2 separate regions of the Mus musculus genome follow, and region 2 is linked to region 1. A link is a contact called in public HiChIP or PLAC-seq data. All regions are on one chromosome and are shown on one strand. Each heading gives the region's core, a stretch centred on a gene start, on an enhancer-like site or on the middle of the called end of the contact. The rest is flanking DNA. Distances are from core to core; before and after follow the strand shown. Region 1 holds the start of Hspa13 (heat shock protein 70 family, member 13). Region 2 overlaps Samsn1 (SAM domain, SH3 domain and nuclear localization signals, 1).

Region 1 (6,986 bases), core at 3,921-6,420:
ATGTTTTCACTCAGACAAAGCTCTTTAAAAGTTCTGCCCAATATGCACAAGTAGCCAGCCGGTATCACTAATTTCGGGGCCATTACTTAGTAAGATAGTCTTAATGACAACACCGCAATGCCTGCAACACCGGATCCCCAGGACGGCTGCCGAGCTGGGACAGCCCAGAGAATACAGTGACCAATGGGATGGTCCACACTCTGGGTAAGACTGGGAAGCCCAGTGAAGGACTTCATCATGATCCTCCAAAACAATTTACATACTGGTCATTTAAGGGCGTTTGCATTTCATATTCATGCTCATTGAGAACTGGTAATTAAAACCACACAAAAGAAAACTACAGAAACTCCAATCACAAAGGAGGCAACACTTTATTTGGGAAGCCATGATGATACAACTACCTAGTGAGTCTAACACATGTAGAGTCATTAGACCACTTCATAACTTAGAAGAGAAGTCGCACACGGGAGAAACAAGCCACAGAAATCAAATGTTTAAAAATAACACTGAAAAATAAATACATAAGAGCATTAAGATGGAAATCCAAAAGGGGAAAAAATCAAGTCAGTGCAAAGGGTCAGAGTTGATACTAATTAATTACTATAGGAATCAAAACCACTCTTCTATCATTGAGATTTCATGTATGCCTAATACTTTGAAAGGAACAACTTAGACATCACAGAGATGATAGGGTATTTTATTGTCATTAAAAAAAGAGAAAGATATCAAACCAGGACAAAGAAGAAGAAATGCAGAGGCAATAAGGTCTTTGTGAGTTGTAGGTCAGACAAGTCTACAAATTTAGTTCCTGTATTAATTAAACAATCAATCAACCAATAGAATTTTTAGAAGAAAGAAAAAATACCACTAGATATAATTCCTGTAAAGCAAAGGAAAGACAATTAATACAAAATGCCATTTTTTCAGTTGTGGATTGTGGAACACGGACCTGGGTGCGAAGGCTGACCCGCTCAAGAGGCTGTTCAGTGACTGCTACAGAGCATGGCCTACCTCAGTAAGTAAAGAAAGTCACACTGCCTGCTGAAGATGCGGACACTCCAAAAGCAAAGGTTAAGAGCATGCAGACCTTCTGATCTACAATCTGGGAATATAAGTAAAATTCCTAAATAAGTAAATCAAAATGTTGAGATTCCACCTCACACCAATCAGAATGGCAAAGATCAAAAACTCAGGTGACAGGAGATGCTGGATTGCAAGCTGGTACAACCAACCACTCTGGAAATCAACCTGGCAGTTCCTCAGAAAATTGGAAATAGTTCTACCTGGAGACCCAGCTATGCCATTCCAGGGTATCTGCTCACCATACCACAAGGACACGTGGTCCGCTATGTTCATTAGCAGTGTTATTAACAGTAGCGAGAAGCTGGAAACAAACCAGAATGGATACAGAAAATGTGGTTCATGTTCACAATGGAATACTATTCAACTATTAAAAATGAGGACATCATGAATTTTGCAGGCAAATGGATGCAACTAGAAAAGAGCGAAGTAAGCCAGACCCAATAGGGCATGCATGTTATGTAATCACTGATAAGTGGATATTAGTCATAAAGTACAGAATACCTAGGAGACAACCCACAGAGCGTAAGAAGTTCAACAAGCAGGAAGGCCCAACCGAGGATGCTTCAATCCCACTTAGAAGGGGCAACAAAATAGTCACAGGAGGCAGAGGGAAGGAGGGACCTGAGTGGGAGAGGGAAGAGGATGGGAAAAGGAGAACAGGACCTGGTATGGGGGGCGGGGGGCAGAAGAGAAGTCCTAAGGGCCAAGACAATGAATGGAAATATGAAGCATCTGGGAGTTGGGGGGGCCCTCTAGAAAGTCCCAGAGACCTGGGAGGTGAGAGACTCTCAGGACTTAATGGGGGTGACCTTATCCAAAATGCTCAACAGTGGGGAGAGGAAATTCGAAGAGTCCACCTCCAGAAGAAAGAAGGGCCTCAAGTGGAGGGACAGGATTACTAACCCACAGTCAAAATTTCTCACCCAGAATTGTTCCTATCTAAAAGAACTGCAGGGACAAAAATGGAGAAGAAACTGAAGGAAAGGCTGTCCAGTGAGCAGCCCAACTTGGGATCTATCTCATGGAGTGCACCAAGGTCTAACACTATTACTGATTCTATGATGTGTTTACAGACAGGAGCCTACCATGGCTGTCCTCTGAGAGGCTCTACCAGCAGTTGACTGAGACAGACACAGATACCTACACCCAACGAACACCCAACCATTCAACTGAAGTAGGAGACCCCTATGGAGGAATCAGAGGAAGGGTTGAAGAAGCTGAAGGGGAGGGCGACTCCATAGGAAGACCAGCAGTCTCAACTGACCCGGATCCCTGGGAGCTCCCAGAGACTGAGCTACCAACCAAGACCATACTGGGCTGGACTGAGGGCCCTGGCACATACATAGCAGAAGACTGCCTGGTCTCGCCTCAGTGGGAGAAGATGCACCTAATCCTCCAGAGACTTGAGGCCCCAGGGAAGGGGGAGGCCTGGTGTGGGGTGAGCAAGGGGAAGAGGGAATGGGTTGAGGAACTGTTGGGAGGGGGGACCAGGAAGGGGGTAAGGTCTGGAATGTAAATAAATAAAATAACTATTAAAAAAAAACCCACACATATATATCCAACTCAAAATTCCATAAGGCAGGCAATTTCTAACAGACACAAAGATATATATATATATATGTGTGTGTGTGTGTGTGTGTGTGTGTGTGTATACATATATCTACACATACATATATATACACATACATGCACACATATATATACACACACATATACGCATATATATGTATATGTATATATATATACTGAACTTCAAAAATTAGTGTGACACTAGCAAAGTATAAGAGGTAGTGCTGAGATAGAGTAACTCTGTAATAAAATAGCAGTTCCACAGCCATTAAAGCTAGTGAGGTACATGCACTACATGTGTGTAACATACTGACACACTTCAAATAAGCCAGAAAGCACGACAGCAAGTGTACAAATGTTGTACGCATACAAAATGTACACACATAGAGAATACCTATTCACAGTCCACGGGGCTTCAGCATCCTTCCTAAAATGTCTTGAGAGAACTAACTGGAACTGTGATGATGGCGGGATGAGTGCACAGCAAGGCCCCATATCCTGACCTGGTAGCACCAGGAAGTCACTGAACTGATCCACCCTGCAGCTGCTGTGGGATTTCTCACTGAGAGAATACAATTCCCTGACACATAATTCAAACAGCACCGTTAAATCAAATGGACGCAGAGTGTAGATTAGTTTCCTACCTTAAATGGGTATCTGCCAACTTCAGCCTCCAGCTCCTCCGGGGTGAAGATCTTCCCGATGAACCGTTTGGCATCATAGATTGTGTTTTGAGGATTTGAATCAGCCAGCTCTAGGCTCTCATAGCCCACATACACATCACCGTCCGTGAAGGACACCATGCTGGGGATGCTGATATGCCCGTTTTCATCTGGAATCACCTTCACTTTTCCTGTCCCGGGAAAAAATACACCAACCGAACAGTAGGTGGTACCCAGGTCAATGCCAATCACTTTTGGCGTAGGCAATGGTAAATACTGTTGTGCCAAGTAGCCCGCCAAGAGGAGAGTCAAAACAGCTGAACCTGCAAAAGGTAAAAAGATAAGTTTTTATGAAGCTACCACCATATACTGTACCTATAGCAACATCTTCTTAGTAGCACTTTTAAAACAAAACATAAAATATTTCACTTTATAGGATTATTAGCTACTTCTTTTGGACATCAAGTTTTTAACATTCCATCGGGGTACAATTAAAAACAAAGGAGAAAAAAAAAACCCTCAAAAACCAAAAGCCCTCACAAATGTATTTTTGTATAATCCGTTACATGATAATAAAGGAATAAAATGTAAAGATATTTAAATAACCATTATGCTGTTGTTGAATGAAAATATCACAAATGTGAAACTAAAGCTAAATACAATCCAGTTTTCTTGGATTATTGCTATTTAGATTGATAGCTTCATAAACAGTTTTTACCTGTTATTACTAAAATGAAATGCCATTATGAAATTCCCACAGAGACAGCTTTGGTATGTAAGTCTAACCTGTTTGGTTATCGTCTTTACCCATTCAAAAGGATAAAATACGTAAGTTGGATATGTTGATCTGAAAACTGCTTAGGCACTACTGTTACCTCATAGAGTCCAGAAGAGATTTTGCATATATAAGCATTCATTAAGGATATACTTTTCAAAATAGATATTAGGGAAGAAGTATGCAAGTGCTAACCCTGATAGCAACAATATGTAAACTTCCCGAAGGCAAGTTCTAGTCACCATTGAATAGTACGGCCCATGAAGAGCAGAGGCTCAGCAAATATTTAAGGGAAAAGATCATATAGAAACATCAGGCATATTGTACACAAAAGCGAATAAGAACATCACTTTGAGTTTAGAATTAATATCTGATTTGGTTTCACTAGTCTGCGTAATACACCTGTCCCCACTCAAACCCATAATGTCACTCGGTAGTGCTGTTGGTAATTGCTAGCTCCTTCAAATCAACGCCTGGCACATCATAGCAGACCAAGAACCTATCCACTTGTCTCTTCCCACCTACAGACAAATCTCAAAAGCATCTCAGCGTTTGGCAAGGGAATGTTGATTCCCAATCGGTATGTTCAAAAGAGAATCCATCTAAGAATGCACAGGGACTTGAATCCCTCCCAATTCCGCATCCCGAGTGAAGCCAAGAGTCTTCAATCTCGAGATCCCCTTCTTATTCACAGTGGGTTCTCGCACAGAGAACCGATTTCGGCTACCCATTCAAGACCGAGGTCGTTAGCATTCCTAGGCCCTCGTCTCTCAGACCTGTGGCTGGTGGCACGACCCCAAGAGGCCTCCGGCAAGTCAGACCCCCGACTCCAGACGCCCCGCCCCCACCAGCTCCAAACAGCCTTAGCCCCCTTTTCAGGCTCCCTTCGGCTGCGTGACCTGTGATTCAGAGAGTGAGACAACCAACCCTTGCCCACCCAGACCTCGTCGAACTTCCCCGTCGACTTCCATAGTTGCAGGGACCCCTGAGATACTGACCTAAGATCGTCATCTCTCCGGCCATCAGTCCCGCCGAACAGGCAGAAGGATGACTGTACCGATGGGAGGCACCGCCCCCTAGTCGCCGGCTGTCGCGCAGCCTCCTGGGAAATGTAGTCCGTCGGCTCCGAATTAGCCGGAGGAACTACGATTTCCACCACAGCAATGACTCCATCTACCATGAGGCCGCGGGGCGGATTTTACTCAGGCCAGTGAGGGAAGACTCGGCCTCCCCACGCACGAAGGCCCAACAAACCAGGCTTTGTTGTGGGAGCAGCGTCTGGGAAAGGCCAGAGTTTGTCATTCATCAAACCCAAAACGCTGCGAGCTTACTCGCGGTTAAAAAAAAAAAAAAAAAAAAAAAAAAAAAGTCCCTGTAGCCCCGCCTCACCGCGTTGTATTGTGGGAACTGCAGTTCTGGACTGTCCAGAGCTTGGAAGGCATAAAGAGGATAAAACCAATTAAGATTCCGAGGTGGGTTGCGTTGCCAGGCAGGCGGGGAATTCAAACTTCCGGTTTTTTTGTTTGTTTGTTTTTGTTTTTTGTTTCGTTTTGTTGTTCAGCCTCTTTTTTAAGGTTTATGCGTCTTTGGTCGAAATCAAGATTCTAGATAGACTTCTCCTAAGCCCTCCGAAGTCCCCTTAGCATTCCACAGTGGGGCAGTCCTACCGGAGACCCCACCTCTGGTGTACCTGTTCGTTGCTTTGCAAATATCCTTGCAGTCATTAAATGCAATGCCAGCCCGATGCTGTTGGCAGTAAATTATTTCACGGGCTCGTCAGGAATGAAGTTTGTCCAGGACCGCATGGTTTATCCAAGATATTTTCAAATCTAATATTAACATTCACATATGCTATTACCAACTAATATGGAAAGATACATTCTACTTTTCGTTTTAATTATGTCATAAATGGCCAGAATTGTCTTCCTGGACAGGTCCGTCCTTTCACGTGTTGACTATCCGATCACTTTTCCCCTGGCGCCATAAGACACGTTAGCAAAGCAATTTGAAGAAGACAAGATTTATTTTGGCTCAAAGTTCAATGGTACAGTTCCTCATAGCAAGGAAGTCACGGAGGCAAGACCTTTTAACCAGCTGTCCCCATTGCACCCAGTCAGGAAGCAGAGACAGGAAACGAAGGCATCTCTCTCTCTCTCTCTCTCTCTCTCTCTCTCTCTCTCTAATTCAGCCTTGAACCTGCTGGATGTCGGAATAGCAGTGCTCATAGTTAGGCGAAGTCTTTTCGCCTCAATTAATCAGGTCAGAAACGCCCTCATATACATACCCGGAAGTTTACTTCCATGATGATTCTGAATCCCAGCAAGACGAAAAGATTAACCACAATTATTGAGGGGGAGGATACAGGTGGTTTTTAGTATATAAAACATGATGTTTTCCCCTCACTGTTTAATATTTGATACGACTTAAGGACTCCTGGACGTGACTTTACTGTTGGGAAAGTTCATGAACACTTAAGGTCCTAGAAACTTAAATGTGCTTCTCTGGCTAGGTGCAAATCAATAGTCCTAATTGGCGACAGGTCTACTAGTTGTGGGAAAGAACCTCTACTGGCTTTCCACTTGCGTAAAATCTTGTATCTTTTAAGTTTCTAGCTATCTATGTACTTTATCTATGATAGGTTGGTCTATGTCTATCTGTCTACCTACCTATCTACAGATAGATATTATCACACATACATATATAATGATTTTATATCTGAATTATGGCTAACAGAGACCCATTATAATACACTTTAGTGTTTTTAAATACTTTGTCATGTGAAAAATGAAAAGCATGTGGATATATGACTACTATTCGCCAAAGTTCTTAGGAAGAATGAAGAAAGCATAATTCAAACATCCAACTGATGATTTTGATGGGTAATGATAATTTTAATA
Region 2 (6,349 bases), core at 172-2,671, 110 kb after region 1:
CACCCTAGTTCATACTAAGTTCAAACTCTTCCTGCTATGAGCTAGTCCAACTTACTGTATCGAAAGAACATACATCTTTACTGGCAACTTCTGTTAGTCCCTAAAATCTATCATGCAACTAGTGTTTGATAAACCAGGAAGCATATGTAATGTTGGCCCACCTTGATTTTAAGGGAGTCGGTGTCATAGGGACTTGGCGTGAAGTCTGTGTGCACTTTGGCCCGGCCACAGAATGGCCCTGAGTAGGGGCTGTCATCATCCAGTCGGAAGCTGTCCCGATTACTTGTTCCATCTGAACAGCTTGTTATTCCACCTGACAAAGTAAAGGTTAACAGTTTGTAGCTTCCAAGGCTTTTAGCTTCCTGTACCATTACCTCAAACTGGAGCAACGGATGCCAGCCTTATGCAGTTCTCAGTCACATCCCTTCGGAAACCCTGTCTTGTAAGCTAGGTTTGATGCTTTCTTGCCAGTCTGAATACTCTAGATAGTCCTTATTCCAATACCATCTCATTTCAAAATATCTCCTCATTTGGATCTGATCTGCCTTAAAGGGCATTAAACAATCAATGCTCCACTTGCTAAGTTGGAGCAAAGAATAGATTCAAACTTTGACCTTGACAGATAATTTCCGAGTTGGAAACTATGAAAGAATTCAATAGAAACAGTTTAATCATTTTGTGTTGTTATTGATCATAAGTAATCAACACATGACATTTCAGAGTTCCATACAACTTATGTAATTGTGATTAAAAAGTCTTTCCAAGAATTCTTACTGTGTGCCAAAGACCATATGAAAGAAACATCTTTGCCTATAAACATCTTTGTGTGATACTTTTGTTTGCCACAGGGGTGGAGAGGAGAGTTGCCCACATGTGTGAACCTCCAAACTGTCTGGGTGCTTATTTTCTGGTCTCCCTTCCCTTCTGATCTTGAACTTCACTTGAGAAAAATAAAAAGTGAGCAAAGCAAACACAGAGAGCATTCCATCTTGCTCCATTTTGCTTCCCTTCTGTAGTGTCACAGCTGTTGGCAGTGAAAGTGCCTGGCTGTTTCTCCCACACTCACAGGCTCCTCACTTCCTCTTTCAGGTTGACCTTTTGCTGCTCAAGGAGGCAAGAGCGGCAGTTTCACTGCCGTGGATTTTGAAATAAGGCAAAAGTCCTGTAAGTTCCACATTGGGTGTGAATAGAAATGTAGCATGTGAGTGAAACACTATCTCCCCACACCTCCCTTCTGGATTAGTGTACGGGTGCTGGCTTTGCATGGTATGTTGGAATCATATAATTCTTCTCACATTCAGTATCACAACCTTGAATTTGAAAACTTCTAGCAGAACTGGATACTTATGAAATCTGAATGACACACACACTGCATCCTTAAAATGTGTCAGCATTAGCTTTTTACAACAAAATAGCTATTGTATAGCTAATATGAAGAAAATTGAGAATATTCAAAACATCTGTTCTTTGTGAGTCATCTTTGAATAACAGAAGTACTTGATTTAAAAACAACTGGAAAATAATCTTTGCAGAGACATTTGAAAGTCCTGAAGATACTGGACTGGAGCAAAGATAACAGTTTACTTATATAAAATATATGAGGCACCAGCACTATCAGTAGTTTCTTGTAACTGTTGTAGCATAAAATGTAACTGATGTTAAGTAATGTCCTTCTTAGACCAATAGCAGTGTTGATTCCACACTTATAGTTCCTGCTAATCTCCTTTCCCACCCCACTGGCGACGTATCTATCACACAGTATTATTCACTGCACCAGTCTCTACTTACTAACAGTAAATGGAAACGACAGAATTAAGGCAAATGTCCTGCACTTTGCAGAAAAGTAGGAAAAGAAAGAAAGAAAGAAGGAAAGAAACGAAAGAAAGAAAGAAAGAAAGAAAGAAAGAAAGAAGGAAAGAAAGAAAGGAAGGAAGAAAAGAAGGAAGGGCTGGGCAGTGGTGGCACAAACCTTTAATCCCAGCACTTGGGAGGCAAAGGCAGGCAGATTTCTTAGTTTGAGGCCAGCCTGCTCTACAGAGTGAGTTCCAGGACAGCTAGGGCTACACAGAGAAACCCTGTTTTGAAAAAAAAAAAAAGGAAGGAAGAAAGAAAGAAAGAAAGAAAGAAAGAAAGAAAGAAAGAAAGAAAGAAAGAAAGAAAGGAAGGAAGGAAGAAAGGAAGGAAGAAAGAAAGAAAGAACAAATAGAGAGAGAAAGACAGGCAGAAAAAAAGACAAAAAGAAAGACAGACAGACAGACAGAAATGAGTGGGGGAATGAGAGAGGGAGGAAAGAAAGGACAAAAAGAAAAAGAAAACAATCAAAGAAGGCCCATGGGAGAAAAATAAAGAATAGTCGTCTACTTCTCTATTTCAAATAATGTTATGTCTTTTGAATCAAGATAACACTACGTTCTTCAGAGCATAAAAGTTTTATATCAGACTTTGTTACCTAAAAGAACTTTTTGAGGCTACTGGTTATTTCATATTGTTGTTCCACAGGGCAGAGGGAGGGTATAGGGAACTTTCGGGATAGCATTTGAAATGTATATAAAGAAAATATCTAATAAATAAATAAATAGATAGATGAACTTTTTGAGGCATTGCACCAGATCCCTGTAGGCTATAGCATCAGAAATATGTTGTGCTATGTATCACAATCACTAGTAAGTCCATGTATAGTCAAGGCTCTAACCTTTCCAACTTCTCTATTGTCATGTATCTGGATCTTTGTTTCTAATTTGATAAACACCCTCAGAGTGAGCATTCACTGTTTTGAACTAGCTTATCCCAGGCTCCATGTCTGCCATGACACCTCTTACTCATTGGCCTTACTTGATGAACTCTGCCCACTGTAAAGACTGTCCATAGAGTCGCTGGCTTTGAGTGAGATCTTCTCTGTATGTGTTCCAATCATGGGATCACTGTTCCGATATGGGAGGGCTTCCTCTCCACTTTCTTCCTCCTTCAGGAGAAAAGGTATCAGAGGTTAAGTGTGCAGATCAGTTTTCCACAGACAGGTTCACTGTGTGCACTGACTCAACAAGCAAGATACATTTAAACAATAAAACACTCATGAATACATCAGCATAAAATATGAGGGTCATTAATCTTCAGTTCATTTTCTAGGAAAACAGTTAGAGGATACTTGGGAAAATTCCCTAGATGAGACATTACTTATTGTGGAATTCAACTGCAATTATAATGGTCTATATTTTTGCAAATAAAGATGAATATCATATCAAGATTACTTAGTCAGAAATGTGAGATGGAGTAGCATGAATGCTTTTTCTGCATAAAGTGCAGTTACTTTTCATGTTCTTCTTATCTGTTTGCCACCATTACTAATCCTTTGAGATCTGGTACTACAGCTTTAAACTCTGCACATTTGTTTCATGTCAGTTATTTGCACGCTACCAGATCACTAGATATGAATAAAACATGCTCACTTTGCAATTCTAAAGTCAGCCTTATCTAAGGAGCTTTACAAATCTCATACTGTGCTTGCCACCTAGTCAAGTGAAAACCAAATCTTGCATAAAATTAGAAAAGACAGACAATTTCAAAACAAATTGCATTTCCTTGAAAACATCTCAAATGTTTTCCATTTTTAGAAAGTTTGGACAAAGCCCTATGAATTTCTTAATGCTCATCTTTATGTAATTCAATAGTCTTATTTTTGAGCACTACTGAGCATTGATAAAACTCATAATATACATAGACTTAGTTTGATTTTCTGCTTTTATCTAGTCTTCATTCATTTAGTCATTCAGGGAACGTTTATAAAGCACAGCATAGGTACTTGTGACCTTTCTAAAATTTGTGGATACATTAATAAACAAGATAACAGAGTAAAAGGACTTTGCCTCTAATAAATTATGTTCTAGTCTAAATGGGCCATGCATACTGTACAAGCTATAGTTTATATGTCGTTAAAGTAGTTGGAAATTATAATAATAATAATGAATAACATAACATAAAAGCATTGGTATGATACATATATGTGCTGTGAAGGAGATAGGCTATAGAATGTAAGAGAACTAGTAAATCAAGCAAGAATGAGGAGGGTTAGTTGATTTAGGAGAATTGAATTTCAAAGACTTCAACTCTAAGATAACAAATCCCCAGAGTCCACCTAAAATGTATGAAGATACTCTTTTATAATATGTTGACCTCAATTATGAGAAAATACAACTTATATATTTCTTCTAAAGATACATCTCTAAGCAAATGGAAAGATAGAAACAAACCTGAACTTACAATTAACCTCGATACTCAGGCTAGTAGAGTGAAAGAAAGGAGGGCATTGCATATTAACTCTCAAGGCAGGGAAGGAAGAACATCCTAGAGCCCTGTGCTGGCCATGGGAAGGTGGTACCCAGACCTCTTGCCATGGGGCTGCACCTTACTGACTGTGATGTGTATTGTGAGAAGCATGTGAGCCTTGGGGGTTAGAGACTGAGTGTTAGGATTTCATTTTGTTTGCCATCCCCCAAAACTCACATGTACATCCAGTTTCCACTGTGCAGTGTCATAAAAGAGAAACTTTATCTGAATTCAGTGTTTAGAGGCAGGGCCTTTGGGATGTGGTCTTGATTGGATGAGGTCATTAGAACAGAGCCTCCATGACTGGGATCAATGGATTTACTAGCAAAGGAATTGGCACTAAAACATCTACACACAATCCTGTATTTGTCACTGCATGACCTCTTCTGCTGTGTTGAAACCCTATCGCCAAAACGAATATCATGAGATGTGGTCCCTTCTGTTTGATCATAACCCATGACCAAAATAAGGCTTTTTGTGAATAACCAGTCTATTGTGTTATGTCATTAGCAACAGCAAATGTGACTAATACACCTGAGACGTTCCGGTCATTCCCCTTTGCATCTACCTGTGGGTTTATACTGAAGCTAGACCCTGCACTGCCTTGGGGACTGAATTCATGTAAATAATAGTTATGAATCCTCTGGGTGAAAAGGAAGGTGATTCTAGTGGGAAGCGTTGGTTCAAGAATTCCCAACACATCTGCCAAATGTTCTCAGAAGTGGATTGACAAGAGAAACTGAATCTTCCTCTCCCCACCTCCTTTCATAGCTCCCAGGCTTCCTTTGTCATGGCAAGGCTTGCCCTTTGCACGGACCCTTCTTTAGCGCTCACAGGCTTTGCCCCCTTGGAAATCCTTGGTGATTTTCTTATTATTGGAAGTCAGTTCCAAAAAAAGGGACTTGTTTCATTGCTCTATCGTAAAGGGATTGTTAAATAAGATATACTGAGGTTTTAATCTGGGTCCCACTATGTTCTGGTCCTGCTTTTCAGACATCACTCCAGGCTTTCTTGTACAGACTGGATCTTATTAGAGAGATAATAGGAACAACGTAGGTGGCTGATGTGGTAATGCTGGCAGGGGGGGCTAGTGCCTTAGTCTAAGTCAGGTATAGGTTTGAAGAGAAAAGAATAGTTTCAAGTATTCTTTGGATATTAGGAACAGGAGGATATTTTGATAAGTTGGTGTTCAGAATAGGAGAAAGAATTTGAAGTGATTTTTTTTTCAAATTACATGTTTAGGCATCTAGAAGAATGAAAATATTGTTCTTTGGAACTAGAAATAATGGGTGAGCAATAATTGTTTTCCAGTGGGAGTGCTGAGAATTTCAAAGTTTGATATATGCAAAGGTTGTGATATCTATTGGACATCTCTGTGAGAATATCAAATGAGCAGTTGGTTGATTGAATATAGCAATCAAATGAAGAAGTCCTTCCTAGAGACACTTTGGAAAACAATAGACATGTCTAAAATCACAAAAAAGGACAGAATATATTTAGTGGAGCCTCCAGGATTTTAAGAAGCATTGGAGATGTGTTGTGGTGATGCAACATGTCTTTAACCCTAGAACTTGGGAGACAGAGACAGGCAGATCTTTGGGTTCTAGGCAAGCCAGGTCTACATAGTGAGTTGCAGGACAGCTAGAGCTATACAGAGAAACCCCATTTCAAAGGAGAAAGAAAAAAAGAAAAAAAGAAGCAGCAGCATTGTCAGAGAGACTGCAACAGAGAAAAACCAAAAAGAACTGTGTGAAAGAGAAAAAATGCTCAAAGCAACCAAGAGAATATTTTCTATGTCAGCATATTACCACTTGTGTCTATAGCTAAAGTAAAATGACATTGTGTTTGGCAATCCAAAGATGTTACTGTGATAGAATACTAGGGTCAGAATTAAACCAGGAAAGCACTGAAAAGAGAAAATGAGCAAAAGACATACAAATTAAAATTATAGACTGAAAGTCTATATATAAACTTTATTTGAATGAACTCTGTTTAGGACAACATTGTGTATGATGATCAGCTGACT

Evidence for each region. HiChIP or PLAC-seq counts read pairs in DNA pulled down with a chosen protein or histone mark.
Region 2: a contact with region 1 is called in an H3K4me3 HiChIP or PLAC-seq map of bone marrow-derived macrophages, with 2.0 times the contacts expected there. The contact joins the enhancer-like site here to the promoter of Hspa13 in region 1. A contact is called at or near these places in 2 of 15 datasets of contacts at CTCF or cohesin (CD8 T cells and the G1E-ER4 cell line), 7 of 484 Hi-C or Micro-C datasets (ECoMG-derived neutrophils, the G1E-ER4 cell line, LSK cells and 4 more), 3 of 115 datasets of contacts at active chromatin or transcription factors (bone marrow-derived macrophages, microglia and regulatory T cell precursor) and 3 of 9 other capture datasets (adipose tissue, liver and pancreatic islet).

What each region holds. Positions count from the first base shown.
Region 1 is chr16:75,761,648-75,768,633 of GRCm38.p6, forward strand. Hspa13 (heat shock protein 70 family, member 13) reads right to left here and starts at 5,171. Exons shown (of 5, transcript NM_030201.3): 1 at 5,088-5,171; 2 at 3,297-3,637. The coding sequence starts at 5,112.
Region 2 is chr16:75,876,265-75,882,613 of GRCm38.p6, forward strand. It overlaps Samsn1 (SAM domain, SH3 domain and nuclear localization signals, 1), which reads right to left. Exons shown (of 8, transcript NM_023380.2): 4 at 2,833-2,962; 5 at 162-313. Among named protein-coding and RNA genes, the nearest start is that of Samsn1, 30 kb to the right of the region's middle. Within about 2 kb of position 1,422, at least 87 of the 459 cell types and tissues checked have an H3K27ac peak or open chromatin away from gene starts, as enhancers often do. A contact at or near this core is called in CD8 T cells, the G1E-ER4 cell line, Th1 cells and 4 more, where this site is marked.